Regions from separate parts of the Triticum aestivum genome. Here region 1 is linked to region 2. Evidence: chromatin contacts called from public Hi-C data. All regions are on one chromosome and are shown on one strand. Each heading gives the region's core, a stretch centred on a gene start, on an enhancer-like site or on the middle of the called end of the contact. The rest is flanking DNA. Distances are from core to core; before and after follow the strand shown. Region 1 holds the start of LOC123061907 (serine/threonine-protein kinase EDR1). Region 2 holds the start of LOC123061906 (GPN-loop GTPase QQT1).

Evidence for each region. A called contact is a pair of places that touch in the nucleus more often than the background predicts.
Region 1: a contact with region 2 is called in a Hi-C map of leaf, with 3 times the contacts expected there. The contact joins the promoter of LOC123061907 here to the promoter of LOC123061906 in region 2. A contact is called at or near these places in 3 of 5 Hi-C or Micro-C datasets (all in leaf).

Annotation. Positions count from the first base shown.
Region 1 is chr3A:510,158,757-510,164,418 of IWGSC CS RefSeq v2.1, reverse strand. It overlaps LOC123061907 (serine/threonine-protein kinase EDR1), which reads right to left and starts at 2,978. Exons shown (of 17, transcript XM_044485192.1): 1 at 2,506-2,978; 2 at 725-1,089; 3 at 1-141. The coding sequence starts at 973.
Region 2 is chr3A:509,634,475-509,640,244 of IWGSC CS RefSeq v2.1, reverse strand. It overlaps LOC123061906 (GPN-loop GTPase QQT1), which reads right to left and starts at 2,790. Exons shown (of 11, transcript XM_044485191.1): 1 at 2,497-2,790; 2 at 1,909-2,054; 3 at 1,528-1,572; 4 at 1,333-1,412; 5 at 1,178-1,252; 6 at 1-100. The coding sequence starts at 2,000.

The DNA.
Region 1 (5,662 bases), core at 1,729-4,228, 520 kb before region 2:
ACTAAGCTGCTTCAACATGAAAATCTTCTTATCCTTTTCAGCATCTACAACAATTATTTCAGGCTTAAGCCCATCTGCTTCAAGACTTTGAAGGTCAGTTAGTGATGGTATTGTTGGGAAACTCTCCTTCAGCTTTTTATCCTGTATGAGAGCACCACAGGTGGAAAAAACATAACCACAAAGAACTGAACAAAAGCAGAACATCCTCTAAATCATTCGGGACTTAATAATCAGATTGAGAAGAGAAGTAAAAATTGTTGCGAAATCATAAGTCCAAATTCTAGTGTTTCTCCAATGATCCATAGTTTTATGACCTAGGAACTTGATTCCTCGTTTTCCGAGAAAACAACTTGAGAAAAGACATTGGAAAGGTTGACATTCTGCAAAACTGTGGCACTTTCTGAACCATATGAAATGTGATGGTCTAAAACAATGCTGCCCTTCAAAAATATAGGCAGTTTGTTACATTTTCAGATTTATCGTTACTACACTGAAATAATACAAAGCCACCAAAAGAACAAAAAAAATCAAATTAAGTCCACTTCCATAGCCACCAGTTTAGATGGAGCATTAAGCATCTTCTTCGGAAAGCAAGTGCTTGACATGAATTTGGGAGCATCTAACTCAAAAGCCACATGACATGCACAAATAATCTAGTGTAGTTCTTTTGTAAGGACTATGTCTCCAAAGAACAAAACATGCTTACTGGAGGGGGGGTACTCACCGGGATGATCGAATAGAAACCGTTTGGAATGAACCCTGAATAAGTTCCAGTTGACCACAGTAACTGAGAAGCCTTCCAGGATGAGGACCTTGAATTTGACAGACTGGATCGCGATTCTTTTTCAGCCAAAACTTCTTGTTCTCTTGCTAAGGCGACAGATTCTATCTTCTCCAAAAAGTCTGGCGGCCACCAACTAGGTTCACATGAAGTAGCTTCAGATCGCCCAGAACTAGTTGGTGTTTCATCCATTTCTAGGTAGTGTAGTCCCTCATTCCAAACCCATGGGCACCATCTTTTGCATGCTAACAAAAACCATACGAGAAAGCTTTGTATTCAATATGACCACTGATCAGTCTGGCTGATATCTGCAAAATAAAAAATAAACTTAATACAGATCTCAAGAAAAGCAGAAACCACTCAGACAAAGTTTAGTAGAGACCAGAGCTTTTCTTATATCTAATTATCTGCACGGAGATTCTTTCACCCCATCTGCAGTACTACTAAACTGACTGGCAGTTCTGCAGCAGAAACCAAATACTTCGACTTTTTAGCAAGTCAGGGTTTGCTTAATCTAAACCCATCTATACACCTTGTCCACTTCTGATGGTGAGAATGGATTGTCTTTTGAACAACAAAATGCATGATTGATTAACAGACTATTTAGAAGTACTCCCTCCGTAAACTAATATAAGAACATTTAGATCACTATTTTAGTTATCTAAACGCTCTTATATTAATTTACAGAGGGAGTACAATGATAAGTGCAAACTTGAGACAAACAGTCGGCTACTTGTTACTTTTCAAATTCAAAAAAAAAAAAACTTGATAGAAACATCCAACTGAAAAGAGTGAGGACATGTGAACTGCGTGAGGCTTTGGCTTTGCCCAGGGGAAAGGGCAACCTTTGTGGTTAGTAAAGCTCAGTTAGTGGCGTACAATGAAGGATTGCTAACTAAATAGAAGTGAATCACGTTTCAACAGCTGACGTGCATCCTGATGGAAATCAGCTTCCGAAAAAGAAGCCAGCCCGCAACATCACATGAAAGTTTCCCATGTCTCATCAGAAACTTCCAGGGCAACTTGCATATTCTGTTGCATACAACCAAGCATAGCATGATGTACAGTTCCAGTTAACTCACATTTTATCCACTAGATGCTATGACGAGTGGGCGCTGTTCATGCTGGCAGCCAAAAAATGTCGGCAATAATCCTATCCACGTCACTAACTGGGCCCACTCCCGGTATGAGTACATGGGGGCATACTCTGCGGTGTAGATCCAGGCTTTTATTTACCAAAATTTAGCAACTCGGTAAAAACCGTGGGTAAAAATGGAAAAGGTAAAACAGACCACTCTACGCATGAACATACAGTAAGCAATATAGGCCACAATCCCATAGACGACCATGTAATGGCGTCGGGCTGTAGCTCAAGCCTTCCCTCCGGCGGCTATTTATGACCGAAACGGGAGGAATCAGGGGCGCCCGCACCTCGAGCCCGATTCTCTGGGGTCGCAGGACAATAACACCCCTGCCTGAGATGCTGCGCGCGCCGAGCAAAAACAGGAACCGAATCATACGGATGGGCGGCGTACGCTGGCGGAGTACCAGCGAGCGAATCCGCACCTGCAGCGAGTATATTTCCCGGTACGGACGCATTTACACGTATTGCACAGGGCGCGGCCCATATATTCGGATTCGAATTCTCGCAGGCCAGGACCGACCGACCGACTAGATCAGAGCGAAACGAATCCAGACAGGGAAGGGAGGGAAGGCCGGCTTACCAGCGGCAGGAGGAACAAGTCCGGGTGGATCTCCACGCCAATCCAGCACCAGCGGCGCAGTGCGGACGGAGGAGGACGCGGTGGCGGAGAGCCCGAGGCGGCCCGCTTCGCTTCGGCGGAAGGAGTTGCCCGGCGGCTTCGGATTCGGACGGGCGGGCAGGGCTCGATCGCTGACGCGGGGGGGTTTGGCGGTGCGGGCGAGAGAGGCAGTGGGGGAGAGGGGCGGTAGGTGTGATGGTATGTATGGTAGGTACTAGGTAGGCGACGATCGAGCGGCGTGCGGGCGAGGCCAGGGGAAGGAGGAGGTGGAGGAGGAAGTAACTGGGAGGGAGTTGAGAGCTGAGGCCCGGGAACGAGGAGGGAGGAGAGCGCGAGACGGCGAGAGAGTGAAAAGTACGGCGGCTCGGCTCCAGGCTGTGGGGGAAGCGTCGGTACGCACTGGCCTTGTGCGGGGAATGGCAGGGCGGCCAGGAGGGAACCCTGGCGACGGGGGTTTCGTGGGAGCACTTTGCTCCCGTGTGGCCGGCCCGTACGATTTTTTATCGCGAGCGTAATGCGCATTTACTTCGAGGTCTTCCTTCGGAGCGTAATTAATGTTGGCTCGTTCGGTCCATTCGAGCTTTAGAGATTCTCGTGCTGCTTGTTTCGATTTGATCGTACGGCCATGGAGTATTGGAGTGGAGTGATCTGTTCGCTTGATTTTGAACGTTATAATAAATATTACTCCCTCTATGTCTTAAAATGTAAGATGGTTTTCCATACTGTCAGCTACTATTGTGATGGTATATGGGAGTTTTGTAATTTCGTACAATGACAATTTATGGATTTATCAGACAAACTGAGTGCTATCCTAGATATGAGTGCAGCTTGCTATCATGTTTATCACTCCATATCAGACGTAGACTTTCCGCGCCGAAAGTAGATATTTATATGGATTATTAGCTTTCGCAAAAGGAAGATATATATGAATAAATATCTTGCTTATCTTGCACCGAAGTCGCAAAACCATACACGTGGTTATCTTAGCGATGCATGCTTGCAATCTATCATCCATTGTAACCTTTTTGCGCGACGTGTCTTCTGACCCTATGTCATCATGTTGTCAGTTTCGGTTCACTCGTCATCGAGATAAAGAGGTTGTGTTCGGATATGTGTTAGCTTGCGGCTTTGTACAAAAATCACATGTATACTCATCAAGAAAATTGTGTCCTTCACCAACCACAGATATTGGCTTGCTATCGTCTTAAAGATGAAAGATGATAAACAATGAACATTATATTTTATATGTTATTTGCTATGGACAAGTATGAGGAGCAAAAGGAGTAATTATTTGTACAATAGTTTTTCATATCTCGCGAAACTGCATATCCTTCAGTAAACTGGTAAACTTTCCAAGTGTGTGTTCGATTGAAACGCAGACATGGCATTTTTCATAGTCGGTTAATTGATATCTTACTTACATTACACCATGTATTCAATTATGGTATAACTTCCACTTGATTTTGAAAAGGTTATCATGATTACTGCACACTTTCGTACAAAGTTGTCTATACATCTATATGTCGGGATGAGCAATGAACTTGGTACCCTAAAGTTAGATGTAGATTGATGGCTTTCTTATCTCATGCCGGTTACTAGAAAACGTACACGACATGTTTTTACATGTAAAGCTATTTTACCTTTTATTGATGTTGTATTTACATGGTTACTCATTCGATTGCCATGAGCCACACTTAGTTGCGTTAGTGGTACACTAGTGGTATGGAGTGTGACACAATCTTTGTACACAATCAGTGTTTGTGATCCTATGACATCTTACTTTCTCTTTGGATTGTTGCTAAAACTGAAATAAAGGTTTCCCATTCTGCCTCAAAATCATATGCACGAGGGTTCTGACAGAAGAAAGCTTAAAAACATACTAACAACCATAAAACATATAGCTAGGGGCCTTTATGGTAGAAATGGAAGGGGGTGTTGATGTCTACTACGCAACATTTCTTCTTGTAGATGTTGTTGGGTCTTCAAGTGCAGAGTTTTGTAGGACAGTAGCAAGTTTCCCTCAAGTGAATGACCTGAGGTTTATCAATCCGTGGGAGACGTAGAATGAAGATGGTCTCTCTCAAACAACCCTACAACCAAATAACAAAGAGTCTCTTGTGACCCCAACACATCCAATACAATGGTAAATTGTATAGGTGCACTAGTTCGACGAAGAGATGGTGATACGAGTGTAACATGGATATTAGATATAGGTTTTTGTAATATGAAAATATAAAAACAGTAAGGTAACTAGTAACAAAAGTGATCAAAAATGGCATTGCAATGCTTGAAAACAAGGCCTAGGGTTCATACTTTCACTAGTGCAAATTCTCTCAACACTAACATAATTGGATCACATAACAATCCCTCAACATGCAACAAAGAGTCACTCCAAAGTTTCTATCGGAGAATGTAGGACGAAAACATAAATCAACCCCTATGCATAGATTATCCCAATGTCACCTCGGGAATCTGCGAGTTGAGTGCCAAAACATACATCAAGTGAATCAATAGAACATCCCATTGTCACCACAGATACCCCATCGCAAGACATACATCAAGTGTTCTCAAATCCAATACTCAATCCAACATAACGAAACCTCAAAGAGCAAGACTCAATTCATCACAAGAAGGTAGAGGGGGGGACACCATATGATCCAACTATAGTAACAAAGTTCGCGGTACATCAAGATCGTGCCAAATCAAGAACACGAGAGAGAGAGAGATCAAACACATAGCTACTGGTACATACCCTCACCCCGAGGGTGAATGTAACACCCACAATGTGGCTATATCTCCCACGTGTCAGAGCACGACTTAGAGGCATAGCCGCATGGTAGGCATGTCGCAAGAGGGGTAATCTTTACACATCACATGTACTGAATAAGAAAGGGATAAAGAGTCGGCTTACAATCGCCACTTCACACGATACATAAATAATCCATACATCATCCAAGGTACAATCAAAGGTCCGACTACGAAACCAAAACAAAGAAAGACAACCCCAATTGCTAGATCCCCGATCGTCCCAACTGGGCTCCTCTACTGATCATCCGGAAAAGAAACATAGTAATGGCCTGAATCCTCGTTGAACTCCCACTTGAGTTCGGTAGCGTCC
Region 2 (5,770 bases), core at 1,541-4,040:
AAGTCTAGCTTTTTGATGAGTTTATTGATGATATTCCTTGCATTTGTGTGAAGGGAGAAAAGTTCCACTTGCCCCGGGAAATCAAATAAAAAATAGTGATCTGCAGCAATCACCAACCTTCAGCAATTCATAATGGAAAGTAGTACAAGTTGAGCAGCAATGCAGCATTGATGCGTAGCTGCTGCAATAGTCCTCTACTATGATATTAACCTTTCAGAAAATAGCTCGATAAACAGCAGAATAATCCAAAAATCCATGGTTGCAGATTATTCACAACTCTAATTTGGAATAGCAAAAAGGTTCCATTCAAGGTCATAGCAAAGTGAGTTGACCATTTTAAAAGTAGGTTGATCTGTATTGGCAATTATTACTTTATTCTTCGATTGTCCCATAAGGAATTATTAATTTTCATCAAAGGTTCCCAGCACTTCAATGTCAAAACAGAATCTGGCAGCTTAGTTATGAATAGAACTGGGTCAACCTGCTTTCTATCTACTCCCTCCGTCCCAAAATAAGTGTCTCAACTTAAAAAGATTTTCAATTTTATGGATATCACAGCCAAAGAATATAAGTTCAGTTTCTCTGGTTCACTATCTTGAAGCTGTTGTTTGGACATGGACATGGTCTTAAAAATACAGCTTTGACTATCAATTTGCAATCCAGATCATTGCTAGCTTTGATTTTTGTAATACGAATATATGTCCTTTCTGTCAATGATCTGGATTGCAAACTGGATCAACAGTTAGAGTTTGACTGACAATATATAATACTCCCTCCGTCCCAAACATAAGTGTCGCTGATTTAGTACAAAGTTAATACATTTTTTGAAAATTCACAGCTATGATCTAAGTATCCAATCTAAATATTTGTACAGATAAAAATAAAAGGGCAGCTCGGTGCATGTAGCTCCCGCTTGCGCAGGGTCCGGGGAAGGGTCCGACCACTTTGGGTCTATTGTATGCAGCCTTTCCCTACATTTTTGTAAGAGGCTGTTTCCAGGACTTGAACCCGTGACCTCATGGTCACAAGGCAGAAGCTTTACCACTGCGCCAAGGCTCCCCTTCAAATATTTGTACGGATAATAGTCAAAATTTCAAGATCTTAACTCTACCCTTGACCAAAACGACAGCTTTTACAGCACCAGAGCGAAGTTCAGAGAAAGGCACTCCGCACTCACCTTCAATAAGAGGTTTCAGTTTCTCTTCAAGCCAGTCAATATTCATCTCCAAGTAATCCATGCAATACACAAGCCCTGACAAAGATATAAACAGCACAGCATAAGTAAGGATAGAAATGAAACAGGTACACTTGATTCTTGAACACTGGATCAACCTCCATTAGGACCAAGCGAATGCTCAGACATGACATCACTGAGCTTTATGAGGTCCTCAATGTTGATGGCACATTCATATCTAAATACCAATGTCAAGGACTCATTTTGAGTGTAACTGCAGAACCCGATGGTAACACATGGTAAAAAAAAAACAAGGGGAAAGGTCATTTCAAGGCTCAATGAGCAAAGGATACGGCAATGCATCATTCGCGGGGTCGAGATTGATGACCACAACTTTCCTGCAACCAACAATCAAGCACTATGACCTTGTGAATTAGTTAGACAATAACTGGCACAGAAGCACCAGAACGGATAACACTGGAAGCCCAGTTATGGAAAGGAAATTATGCACCACGCCATTCTCCTAATGTTTACCTCCCATCAGAAAAATGCCTTATTACATACAGAGTAGATAAACCATACTAAACTGAACATAACACAAGGTCAGGCATTGGAACAGCAAAAGAGAAACTAGCACTGGAAGTCAGGAAAGCAGTTCGTAGTGATGGAATACTTTTTTTTTGCGGGGTATGGAGTACTAGCTAGTTAATAGCAAGGCTGCAGTTATTGAGTACCTTCCTACGAGGGAGAGGAACTGGGACATGCCGTTGCAGTAGGTGGTCTTGCCGGAGCCTGGTGGCCCGATCACAACCTGTCCAAACACCATCTCCTCTTCTCGTACCCAGTGGAGGTTCTAGGGTTTTAAAACAGGGTGGTCCACCTGAAAAAATTGACAACAAATATGACGTGCCAACATTCTAACTAATTTACCAATAGCACATAGAAATAGATCAATATGGTCTTACAGACATACTAAAATTCTCAATTTTGCATAGGAGAAGCCTACATAATACATACCTTGAGAAGTTCAAAGAAGAGTATGTGGCATTGTTAATTTGTTAAAGTGGCATCGTTAGAGTAACTTGTTAGAGTGGCAAACAATCAGACAAATCATTATTATGTCATTGATCAGGTGCTCATGTACTGAATAGCAAATAAGGTGTATGTGTTCACAGGACTCTGTATTCATGTACTGGATAGCAAGCCTGATTGTTTAGTTAACGAAATAGACTTGACTTCCACCTGATCGATGCAGTAGACAGCTAAGAGCAAACCCTAAATCAGAAATTGGGGAATGGGCAGTCCCGCAGTGGACAACTTACCTCGCGTCCTCTAATCGGGCTAAAGGCTGGCCACCGGGCAGGGTAGCTGACTTGCTGCCGGCCGAGTGCTGGAGTCGACGTATAGCGGACTGGGCGGCAGGCGCCGGCTTGCAGGGGCGCGGTGGCGCCGGGCGCCGGGCGGGCGGGGCGGGCAGGGGCGGCTCCTAGGCGTGTAGCGACGGCGAGGCAGGCGGCGCAAGATCGGGAGTCGAGCGGCCGAGGTCGGGGGCGAGCAGGGGCTCGGTGGTAAGCCGGCTGTCCCAGTGTCCCCTGCGTGCGTTGTTTGTTGGGCTAGCCGGCTGAGATGGGTCGGGACGAGTAAGCCATTGTTTGTTGGGCTTCTTTTTCCTCTGGTCCATCTGTAATTTTCTCCTATGAGCCCGGTCTAAGATCCAAGGTGGGCCGAGACCCACCTTGTCCACCCTGTCTATAGATCAATCGTGGTGCCGAATAAAAATCGAGCTTGTACTCCGACGATAGGCAGTCGATGAGGTACTCCGACGAGAAACCGACATACCCTCACCACATATCGATGAATGCGGCGAGAAATAGGTACCGTCCGCAGAGGCGAGGCAACGGTAGGAAGGGAATAGAGATTGAAATCTTTGCAATGCCCGTATTGTCGACGGTTAGTAACCACCACGACACCACTGCCGGCGCAGGTGCTGCTTTGCTTACCGCAACCATCTGTTGCTGCTCGTGGGAGGCATAATAGGTGAGATACCGACAATAGTCGGCAGAGTAGGGGGGGCGTGGAAGTTACAGAACATCTGTTGCTGCTCGTGGGAGGCATAATAGGTGAGATACCGACAATAGTCGGCAGAGTAGGGGGAGGGGGCGTGGAAGTTACAGAATTTCTACTTTCTCCTCGAACACTGGACATATGTTTGAGCACAATTTTTTTCTAGTACAAAGCTCCTCGGTTGTCATTTGGCCACCAAACTTTACAAGCAACTGTAACATATGTTTATACTATTGTCACAAAGTTTTAGATTGTTTTGAAATGTTTTGTTATGTTTTCGGCCAGGTGTCCCGGCTTTGCAGTGTCCTGGGGTGTAGAAACCCACTCTCAAGTAACATTGCTCACAGACGATGCCCTTGATCCAGTCAAGTGTCAGATTAATAGACACATTAGAGGCACCAGTGGGGTCTTACCACCTACGGAAGGGCCCGGGCTTGGGTAAATCCCTTGTTCTTCGCCAAACCGTCTCTGATCCCCAATGCGCTCACCCATCCGAACAAATCGTCATCAATCGACAACACTATCGGTACAAAATGGTGACAACTAGAAATGATGTTTATGTACGCAAATGATGGAACAAATAGCAAAGGTTTCTGAAAAAATAGCAAAAGTTTGAGAATTTGAGTTTAGAAAGGGACTAGGTACTAGGCTTCATACCCGAAATCATTTGAGAGCGGGTTTAGAAAATTGATATATGGAGCTGATCAATTAAATTACGAGAGAAGTGGCAACAGGCCCCGAATGAGCAGGGCCCAAAATCCTGACATATATCAGGAGCAAGAAAAAGAATAAAAGACACCACACACAGCCGTGGTGCTCGTACCCTGCACCGAGCAAGCTAGGATTTCTACTGCCTCCTGCCGGTAGGCGATCTACCTCGTCTCATGTGGTCTTAAGACCTTGCTGGTGCGGTGGACCATGAAGTATATCTATTCCTAATAATAAAGCACGGATTGACTTCGTGGGTTCACCGTCACAATACGCTTCTTCACATGAATTTACGCTTTTAGATTTTTTTACCTATATTATTTTTTCTACATCCGAGGTGGTACTATTCATGTAGCTGGGATTTACTTGTCAAGTTGACGGTCGTGCCGTTTTTACAAAACGATCCCTGTGTTTTTTCACAATAAACCCGCACTCCATGAAGTATGTTTGTTTAGAAAAAAACGTTCCGATACACCGCCGTTGCGTCCGCAAGGAAAAATAAATTGTGGCGTGCGAGGATCGAACTCGCTCCCTGCTATGCTGTCGACGAGACGGAACCAGCTGGGCTGGCTGCCCTTTGATTCCATTCAATGGGATGTGTGCTATAAAAAAGAGGCACGGAAGAGATCCGACACAGAAGGGATAATCGGATGGATTTCTTAGAAAGAAAGACCCCATTATGGGAAGGTGCGGTAAGACCAATCATAATGGGAGTACATGTAAAGACCACATAATGGGAACGTCCACATGGATCGGTTACAGCACGCATGCAGCGTGCATATGCCCTACGCATAGCGGTATGTTTTTTTTATCATATATATGTCTTTTTACTAATTCTAAAACAGATTAAGTGATACTCACCATCTATCTTGGTTGGTGAGAATTTTGAATTAAGCCTTATAAACCGGAAAGGAGGGAGTACTAATTATTCGATTGATTATATTAAAATAACACCCAAACTTTTTACTAATTCTAAAATAACTACAGATTATATGATACTAATTATTCGAGTGATGATTTTAAAACAACACCCAAACTTTTTACTAATTCAAAAATAATTACAGATTAAATGATACTAATTATTCAAGTGATTATTTTAAAACAACACCCAAACAAATTCTACAAAAAAATAAAAAATCGACCGGCGAAGATTTACTACTTATTTAAAGCACAAAACAATTAGTGTTTTCTTTTATATCTATATCTATACCTATTTAAAGGAAGGTGATATTTTGGGTTTCGTCCTGCTTCGTTTGATCCTGCTTCAATTAATTTTACGTACGCTATTTGGTTTCGTTATTTGCCACCCGTTTTGGCCAAACGGAGAAAGCCCATCTGGCGGCGCACAGAGGCCCAGGGCTGGAGAGCTGGCAAAAAATAAAATTGCCGACGGGAGGATTCGATCTCATAATCTACGAACCGGCCACCACTGTTTGTCCAACTGACCCAGCTAAAAATATGAGAGGATTTTTTTTCTCCCGTTGCAACGCACGGGCTTTTTTGCTAGTATTAAAAATTTACTACTGTACATGCCAGCTATTAGGTTGACTTTAGATGACATAACAACTTCTTATAATCAATTGGCTATATTATTAACCATACTCTTACCGGCAAAAAAGAAAAATCCACTCGGGGTTAAACAATGGACGACCCATGCCCATGCCCCATGCGCATGCAGTGACGCAACAGAACTCCCGGCGGGTAGTATAGCACCTGGCAACTCACATCATCGCCATCCAGTCCAGTCTACAGATCCCCAAATAACGCCCGTCGAACTGATCGATTCGGCACGATCGACGCCGCACGACTTAACAATTAACCCGG